2 separate regions of the Arachis hypogaea genome follow, and region 1 is linked to region 2. Evidence: chromatin contacts called from public Hi-C data. All regions are on one chromosome and are shown on one strand. Each heading gives the region's core, a stretch centred on a gene start, on an enhancer-like site or on the middle of the called end of the contact. The rest is flanking DNA. Distances are from core to core; before and after follow the strand shown.

Region 1 (5,407 bases), core at 2,752-5,251, 46 kb before region 2:
ATCCGGTCAACATTCTAATTTGAAGACAGTATCAACCAGTATAAAAGTGATGTTCGTTTGTGATCTTTAAAAAGTGATTATATAACTTGCTTTTTCTATGTTGTTGTAAAAGCTGAAAACTGTTTTTTCTTACGTTTTCCTCAGAAGCTGAGACTGATTCTTTTAGACTTCAAATAAAATTATTTATTGAAGTGATTTATTTTTGCTGGAAAAAGCTAAAAGCAAATGCAAAGTACTGTCTTGACAACTACTTCACGTTATGAAAAATAGGTAGCTCGATGCACAAGCATCCCGCTTTAACTACTGCTTTGTTATGTTTGCCATAAATTGCATACTATGTGAGTACGCTCGTCTTTGTAGTCAATTCTGGATAAGTTTATTATAGAATTTACTATACTCTTTTGATCCCCAAAAAAAATCATGTTCATATTTTGTCTTTTAGGAACATGGTGTTGCAGAGTGAATCTATTGATGACGAACTAGAACACTTTGAAGATGTTATAGAAGAAACTGATAATGAACCTAGCACCGTATCCAAAAAACAAGCTGATAATATTACCCTTGCTCAGAATGGAGATGATGAAAATAATGATAGTGATTCTTCGGAAGGCAAAGACGATCTTCCAGCATCTTCTGAGGATGACGATGATTCAGATGGTGCTTCAGAGGAGGATGCAGATTTTTTGCTTGCGAAGGATGAACCGAGTATCAAAAAACCGAAGTCTGCATCCAAAAATAAATCAAAATCTGCATCTGATGATGAAGGACAGCAATCTAAGGTATCTGCCAAGAAGTCTTTACTGCCTGGAGGCTATGACCCACGACACCGAGAACCTTCTTATTGGTAATTTGCTATATTTTCTTCCACAGTGGTCCTCATCTTGAATATCATAAATTTAGAAGAGATTCTGGTATTTCTTTTGTTATAAACACCAGGTTCTAAGATGAGCTGCACATCATGTATAATGTTTTGTACTCCTGACTACAAAATTATTTCAACTGCGCTTTTTTCCCTTGTATTCATATCCAGTTGTAGCGCCTCTAATGTTGCTTTGTACACTGCTGCAGCAATGCAGACCGGGTAAGTTGGTGGGAGTTAATGGTACTTGCTTCGCACGCACACCCTTCAGTTTCCACCATGGCCAGAACTCTTCTTTCTGGGGCAAACGTCGTCTACAATGGAAACCCATTAAGTGACCTAAATCTCACAGCTTTCCTTGACAAATTCATGGAGAAGAAACCGAAACAGAGCTCATGGCATGGTGGTTCCCAGATTGAACCTACTAAACAGGTAATAACTCATTTATGTTCTTGCCTCTTCCACAAAATGGTTTTTGAGCTTATGGCCAATCCTGCATCATTCTGATTTAGCTAGCTAACTTTTGGTAATTTTTGTTTTGAAAGAGCAATGCTAAGAAACCAATTTGTTTTTTCAACTATTATCAGCTATTTTTCTTTAAAATTTATTTTATTTATTTTAAATTTTAGACTTTAAATCATAAATTTTTAATCTTAAATTTTAAATTACACCCTCTAATTCCTAAATCTACCAAAAATTGGAAAATTTGGATACAATTGTCTTCATGTAAAGTTGATAGTCGAGAATAGATAACAATTTAGTTAAATCTGATAAATCATCATACAGTTTTCAAATATCAACTTCTCATGTCAACTACAAGTAAGTCTACCTTAAAAAAAAATTAAAATTAAAAAAAGAAAAAGTTAACTTACGGTGACTATCTAAGTTGATTCCCTATCTCCTATAGTTTCTCTCCGGAAAAAACTTCTGAACTCTGTTTTGCAGATGGACATTAACAACCACTTGATTGGCAAAGAAATTCTTTCACTCGCCGAAGAAGATGTGCCCCCAGAAGATCTCGTCTTCCACAAATTCTATACAAACAAAATGAGCTCTAAACCGAAGAAGAAGAAGAAAAAGAAGTCAGCTGATGATGAGGATGCTGACTTCTTTGACGATGACGAGGAGGTTGAAGGTGGGGATGAGAGCGATAATGAAGAGATCGAGAATCTCTTGGATACTGCTGAACCGGACAGTTATGATTATGATGATTTAGACAATGTCGCTGAAGAGGAAGACGATGACTTGATTGGTGATGCCGATATACCGTCGGATATGTCAGGAGGAGAGGCTGACGATGCCATTGATGATGACGACGACGCCACGATTGATGACGATGACGACGACGACGACAACGACGACATTGAGATCGGAGATATTGACGATGCCTCAGATGTTGATTTTGATGAGGATGAAGTCGACAAAAGAAAACAAAAACGAAAACGCAAGAGTGAAAAGGCATCTCCGTTTGCAAGTTACGAAGATTATGAGCATCTAATGGAAGAGGATGGTGACGAGAGTCACAGGACACGGGAAAAACCCGCCGGAAAAAAACACAAGTCCAAAAAGAGTAAAAAATAGACTCATTGCATTGTTCTGATTTTACATTGATGCTTACATTGATGCTTGGCAGCGTCGTTAGCACACATAGACCACAATACCAGTTTTGCATGCTATGCTTTTGTAACGTCATATCGAAATTTTGTGTATCGTTATTCGTTAATTCTATAAAATGAATTGATTTTAGACTTAGTTTTATACTAGCGTCATAATTTCATTAACATTTTCATTACGTGGAAACCAGTACATAAATACTAGCGTCACTGCCAACTATGCAAACCATAAGAACAAACCTAAAAGCACCCTAGAGAGGGGAAAGGAGTAAGAACAATCAATAAACAAAATATTCCAAGTCCAAGCTTCTGCATCTACCACCTATTCTTCAAGCAATGGCAATTTCAACTGTTTTAGATTTCGTTGGTGGAGGGTGTTTCTCAACAGTAACAGTAAGAACCCCGTTCTCACACTTGGCTGTGATAGCGGAGGGGTTAGCGTTCTCAGGCAGACGAAACTTCCTTTGCAATTTGTGTGGTGCTCTCCTCTCCAGCCTTAGGTACTTGCAGCCTTCGTCGTCACCGTCTTCACGTTTCCTTTTCCCGTTGCTCCTAATAACAAGTGCGTTCTCATCTTCCACGGTTACCTGCATTGCTCAGTTAGTTGAAAAATAAATTAATATTATAAAATTATAAAATTGTGCTATCATAAAATTAAATTTAAAAATATTATAATAAATATTAATATAAAAATAATATTATATTATTGTTTACAATATTTTTTAATATATAAAATTATATTAAATCTTTTAATGTTGATTTAAACTTAAATTAACTTTTGAAAAACTTTCTTTAAAAATACTTCTAACTTTTAAAAATTGAAAACACAAATCGCATCAATTTTTTAATTTATCCAAACCTAACTAACATTTCATTATTAACGCCTCTTAAGAAATCAATGACATCTATGAAGAACATAAGTACCTGAATTTCAGATTTGGAGAGACCCGGAACATCCATGAAGAACACATACTCTTTGGGATTGTCCAAAATATCCACTGGAATGTTTGATACTACCCTGCCCTCTCGAGCGTGGTCATGGTCATGGCTATGATGAGTAGGGAACAACATTTTTTCCACTGCCTCTGGCAAATTGAACAGATTGAACGAGTCAACAATACTCGCCATCTTTACAAATTATCACTCCGAACAGGAATTTTTATGTGGGTTCTTTTTGCTCTCTCAGAAATCGAGTTCGAAAGTTTTTTGGATGGGTTTATTGCTTATATAATGAGATTATGAGAAAGTGGAAAGGAGTAAGGAAAGTTCGAGAGTGGTAAAGCAAACATTCTGGAAGGATCGTTTGGATATCTGGTTACACGTGGAGCTCTCCGGAAAATTGTGGAAGCTCGATTGCGCTTCGTGTTTTTATCATACGTGTCTTAATCTTAAAAAAAATTTGCCATCTTCCCTTTCAGTTCGACGGATGCATTTACGTGCCATCAAATTCGACGAATGATGCAAAATTGATGTATTTTAAAAAAAAATTGAAAAATCAAGTGTTAATTTATTTTATTAAGGATTTTTGCATATTTTTATTAATCAATATGTGTATTTAAAAGATAAAAAATAAGCCATTTGCATTATTGTATTAGAGGCAATTCTATTAACAAAAAGAAACTTATTTTTAATAGTGGAAGTTGATAATAAATTTTTATCAAACATAGCTATACGCAGCAGACAACAAATACCATTTAATTGGGTTTGCATAAAATAGAATAAGTCACATTCACACAGCTGCAGCCTGCAAGTGCACTTTTTATTCAACCATTTTTAGCCACGACCCAACGATTTTATTTCTCAGCGGGTCAGTTGTGACAAATCACATTGTAGCCAAGGTTAATTTAGTGGTTACCGTTAAATTTATACTTGGCTATGGGTTCGTATATAGAGTATCATATTCCACTCTTTTACACTATGTTTGGTTTGATAGAAAATGAGTGGAAAAAAAATGGATGAAAAAAAAAAATGGATGAAAAATGATATTTTATTTTGTTAGGTTATGAAAGAAAATAGGAAGGAAAAAAATTTTTTATATGGATCCCACTAAAAAAATTTTCTTTCCATCACAAGTAAGAAAACAAGAAGAAAAGTACTATATTTTTGTATTTGCAATACTACCCTTAGTTATATTATTATTAACAAATATTAATATAAATTTAGTTTTAATATATTATTATAATAAAAATTTATATTTAAATATTATATGTATTAGATAAATAATTTAAATCAAATATATAAAATTATAATATTTTATAATATTTATAAAATATAATAAAACATGAATAAATAAAAACACTTATACTTTATTTTATGATAAGGGTATTAATGTAATTTTATACTATTATGATTTTCTTTCTTCTCATTTTTCTTTCCATCCAAACAAAAAAAAATTTTCTCTTTAATTTCTTTCCATTTATTTTTTGTTCATCCAAACAACACACAAATAACTCAACTTTTCTTTCCATTTTCTTTCTTCTTATTTTCTTTTCAACATCCAAACAAACCTTACAGGAATACGTGATCATTTTTCTATAATAAGATAACTTTTAGTTTTTTTCCTACTTTTAAATTTCAATATCTCATACAACAAAAATTATTGACGAAAAGTTTACAAACAAAAATTAGACCAAGAGTTGCATTTGTTTTTTTTTTCTTGGACTGACAGTTGCATTTATTAACGATAAATGAAAAAGAAATATGTTTTCGGGCCGTAAATGAAAAGATATCATGGGCTGCTGCTGCATCTACACTTTGGGCTTGTTGGGATTCCGCTTTGATATGATATGCAGATAACATTGTACGAAACCCATGACAGAAAACATCATTGTACCCAGAAATAGATAGAATCTCAGTTATTTTTTTCGGGACCAAAAACAACGATTTTTATCAATAAATCTTTAACAAAACCAGGAAACTTAACCATTTTGTCATT
Region 2 (4,856 bases), core at 1,388-3,887:
GTATGGAGTGTATGCGTATGCATATATTGCAGTAGCACCAAAAAGCTACTAAGCCCACATTTTTCAGTTTACACACCAAACTTTAATCGAGCATAACTTCCTCGTTTTAAAATATTTTTCCTCCGTTCTTTGAACGGCATAAATATCTCGAACCAAATATTATTTTAAATATGTTTGACACCAATCAGAGGTCCGGAGACCAAGTTATACTCTCCCAAAGTTGGGCCAAAATCATGATTTTTCACAAAAACAACCAAGCCTCAATTCTCAAACATACACTTTTCAAACCTCTTTAATTCACTCAAAACCATACCAATTTAACCTCAACCACATTCCAACTTCCTTATTCATTCCGTAACACATCAATTCTCTATTTCATCAATTTTAACTCAATAATCTAATTTCACAATCCATAATATACATCATCAAATACCAACCTTCCATTTTCATCAAACCCCACCACCAAGATTTCTAACTCCACAATGATCAACATACAAGATCAATTATCCATATCAAGCATAAATTTTAACTTTAATTCAACCTTTATACATACCAAGTATCATCATCATATAAAACTCACATGCATCATCAATCAAGAACATCAATTAACCCTCCAAAACCAATAATAACATAATCAATATTATCCATTTCAACCAATCAACCATCATCACAAATTCAATTCCTATCCTAGGGTCACTATCCTAAGTTTTCACATTACATTATATTTTAGATACAGGAAACCGAAATCATACCTTGGCCAATTCCCTGCTCAACCCGGAACACTTCCAATTTCACTTTTTCCTCAAGCTTTTGAGACTCAACACCTCACCAACAGAATTTCCAGCTTGAAATCCACTTCCAAGCTTCCAAAATCACTAACAAGCTCCAACCCACTTACATATACATTGCCTAATACACATAATATGCATCCACACATATAAACTCAATATCTAGTCACAACAACTCAAGAATTTGACTTAGGGTTGAGAAATCTTACCACACCCAAGTATCAAAGAGGCAAGATTAAGCTTTCTCTTCAAGCTAGTTGGATCCTATAACATTAAAGAGTCCAAAATCTCAATATTTTAACCTAATAATTTCAAAATCAAAGCTGAGAAATCTGGAAGGGATTCGTGGCTTACCTCTTGAATAAAGTTGTGGGCTTTGTAAAGCTCAGCGACGTGGTCGCGTGGTCGTAAACAGTGTGGCGATCGGAGCTCCGGATTAAAAGTTATGATCGAATGAAGTTTGAGTTGAATGAGGGAAAGGGTTTCATGCTCCCCCTTTCCCTTTCAACGTGTTTTGCTTATGTGGGGAAGAAGAGGGTGCTAAACCCTTTTGTTTAATGAGACTTGGCTGGGTCTTGGGTCCAACACGGGTCCGGTTGGCCCGTTTGGCCCAATCTTGGACTAAATTCTTTAAAATTAGTGTCGAAATTCTTGTTTTAATTTTTTCTATCATATTAAACCATAAAAATCACATTTCTAACTTTTTAGAATAAATTTTAATTTGTGGATTAATTATGCATTAATTAACCAGGTTTTATACCTCAAACAGATGCTGGTTTGTTAGTACATTAGCCATATCTACCACATTTGCCTCTATATGCCATCAGCTTGATTCTCGTCTTCATTTAGATCAACATCCTCATAGTTACTTTCAAACTTCTCCTCACTATCACTGTTGCAGTCTCTCCATTTGATATTTTGATCGTCTTTAGATTGTTCGAACTCAATAAACAACACTTGTGATCTAGCTTTCATAATAGATTGAAAACATACATCTCTTGCATGGTCGCTTCTCGTCGGTAATAAACCAACCAAATACTGATATAGGATGCCTACAAAAAATACATGATATCTTCTTTGATATTTGAGGATTTATCCTTTCACAAATCATACATTTTAGTTCTTCAAATGATAATGTAAAAGAAACAACGACATCAAACAAATTCTCATATATAAATCTCATTCCCTCAGTGTTTGTAATAAAATTTTATCATGATAATATACTTTTAACATAATTCTATCATCAATTTTTTTTTTTTTACTCAGTACCATTCTCGTTCTCACTAGTAGTAAAGGTTGAAAAAGAAGGAAAGAGTTAAAGAAAAGATGAACTATGTGCAATTGGCCCAACTGAATTATATATAGCTCATAAATTTAATCCTTAAATTTAATGTTTTTAAATTTAATTTTTTTTTAAAATTTATAAATCTAACTACCCAATTTTTTATTTTTAAAATTAATTTTTTAATTTACAAAATTGACCCACCAATTTATTTTTAGATAAAAAAAAATTAATCCCCAAATCAGACCCTCTAATTCCCACATTTTGAACTCACCTTGCTAAAAATCTAAGCCTCCAATTTCTATTCACATTTTGCCTCATGCGAATTTGCGGCCTCGATTTAGTGATTTAATTAAAAAAAAAAAAAAATTCAACTCCATATTGAATTGAAACATTTCACTTTTCCATAACTAATAAGGATAAGATAACAACTTCCATTCCTAAAAATATAAGCCTCAAATTTCAGCATCTCAAAATATTTTAACTAAACGTTGTACTACCAAAAACTTGTGCGATACCCATATATATATATAACGGGGCGAAAGGCCCAAAAAATCAGAAGAGCAAGTTTATCTTATAGAAGGAGAGTTATGCAGAAAAGATTTAAGCCTTAGATAGTGAACAACAGAATCGGCCCTAGGTATTGGGCCAAAAATAAAACTCGTTAGTATGAGCTAATGCATAAAAGTGACCCTAAATAATACCAAAAAAGAAAAGTGGCCCTAAATAGTAATTTCTAATTTGGGAAAAACCAAAAACCTTGAAAAGAGTTGATAATATTCGACATCGAACTTAATGGTTGACAAGTTTTTTTTTTTTTTTAATTTGTTAAATTTCAAAATTTTATTGATCAGAAAATGATTGAGTTATTAAAAAATAAACCGAATAAAAATTTGAAATTTGAAGTGCTATTTTTACACCACTTAATGAATTCTTAATTGAAATTTGACGCATATAATTTAATAAAAAGTAAAGCATGATTCTTATCTCCTAATTTTTGAAAAGCTTTAAATTACGGTATGTTTAACTTGATTTAATTTTATGCTTAATGTACAAAATAAATTTTAATTCAATCCATGTCATTTAAATTTGTTAAGTTACTAATAGTCTAATATATTTTCTCTCCAATTTTTCGGCTTTAATCTTCTTCTTCTGTATTATTTGTTATAACATCTTCTTTAATATAATTTTTGTTTAAAAAAATGAATTTGGATAAAAAGTGAAGATTAAAATTAATTTTGAGTAAAATATGCATCACACATAATATTTTTATTTTTATTTTATATTTTTTATGCTATAAAAATAATAATAAAGTCTTATCTCATTAGATGGGATAAGTTATATAGATTAAATGATGTTATTATGTCTTATCATTTATCATGTTTATAGTAAAATTGTTTACATGTATATTTTTTTGACCACCTCTTATATTATTTTTTTGGATTTTGTTTTATCATTTTTCTTGTTTACTTTCCATCTCATCCACCTTCTTAATCAGATATTCTATCAATCTTCTTATTACATATCCAAATTTCTTGTGATGAGATACCATCTTCTCTACAATAGACACTAATTCAACTTTTTTTTTATATATTTATTATTTATTTTATTCGTACATATGTAGTCGCTCAATGGTCTATATCACACGAATTTATATTTATGTTCACTCTTTGTTGCACTATCTAATACTTTGTATAATATAATTTGTTTAATTATAGTGTGATAAAATTTCATTTTAAATTTTAAATATTTTTTTATCATAAATAAAATGAAAATTTGACTAAACTTTTGTTGATTGTGAAGAGTCTAACATTTAACTTATTTAAAAAAAAAACCACTTTACTTTTAGATATTTTTAATATCTACTTTTTATTCTAACACATGTGACTAATTTTTTATTTTATTTTTTTTACAAGTTGCATGATAGATTGATAGTTCTTTCTTATACTATTGGGCCTTATACTATCATACTCTATGGTATTAGGTGTACCAAATGAGTTTAATAGACAAAACAAAAAGATTGAGTTAAATTTTAAAATGGTCTCTGATTAACAATATGATGACATAGTTTGATGACGTGGGCTGTTAGTGACACGTGTCACTCCATGATTTGGCCACATATAATAGTGTGATTATGTGTTGACCAGTGACACGTGACATGCTGATGTGGATGATTATGCCACTTGTCACAATGTTATTTGACAATGTGTCTATTTGTGCCACGTGTTGCAATAGTATTCGTCCATGTGTCATCCATTATGTTATCATTGTAGATGCACCAAATTAGTCCATCGCTTTACATTAAGTGACTCGTTTTAGTCTCTAAAATTAAATGTCGTGCACTAAACTAGTCTCTTCACTAGTTTTTTTCTCATTTTTTTTTTAAATTTAAAATTTTTCAATATCTTGGATGCACTAATTTCAATTCTATTTTTTCACATATCATTTAAATACAAGTGCTATTATAAAAAATTTTAAGATTTTAGTTTTAATTATATAATTTTTTAATGATAATTTTACATTGGTAAATTTTGTAATATATAAGTATGTTATTATAAAAAAAGAATTATATGATCGATTAGACACATATTTTCATCAAAAAACGTGTTTTTAACAAGAAATCAATAATTAAAATACACTTTTTTTGTTCTTATGAAATACACGTTTCTGTTGTGTGTAAATGGGTTGGATTGACGACACTTCAAGCACCCTCACTACCATCTCCGACCTCTTCAGTCTAGACGAAAGAGGTCGGAGATGGTAGTGGAGGTGCTTGAAACGTCTTC

The links. A called contact is a pair of places that touch in the nucleus more often than the background predicts.
Region 1: a Hi-C map of an unstated tissue shows a contact between it and region 2, with 6 times the contacts expected there. The contact joins the promoter of LOC112776340 here to the enhancer-like site in region 2. A contact is called at or near these places in 2 of 8 Hi-C or Micro-C datasets (leaf and an unstated tissue).

What each region holds. Positions count from the first base shown.
Region 1 is chr19:21,374,956-21,380,362 of arahy.Tifrunner.gnm2.J5K5, reverse strand. It overlaps LOC112776340 (17.4 kDa class III heat shock protein), which reads right to left and starts at 4,001. Exons shown (of 2, transcript XM_025820472.2): 1 at 3,397-4,001; 2 at 2,613-3,059. The coding sequence starts at 3,600. The coding sequence ends at 2,802. It overlaps LOC112776339 (protein SLOW WALKER 2), which reads left to right. Exons shown (of 17, transcript XM_025820470.3): 15 at 443-844; 16 at 1,069-1,291; 17 at 1,805-2,611. The coding sequence ends at 2,440.
Region 2 is chr19:21,328,327-21,333,182 of arahy.Tifrunner.gnm2.J5K5, reverse strand. No RefSeq gene overlaps it. Among protein-coding and RNA genes, the nearest start is that of LOC112778303, 32 kb to the left of the region's middle. Within about 2 kb of position 2,637, at least 3 of the 3 cell types and tissues checked have open chromatin away from gene starts, as enhancers often do.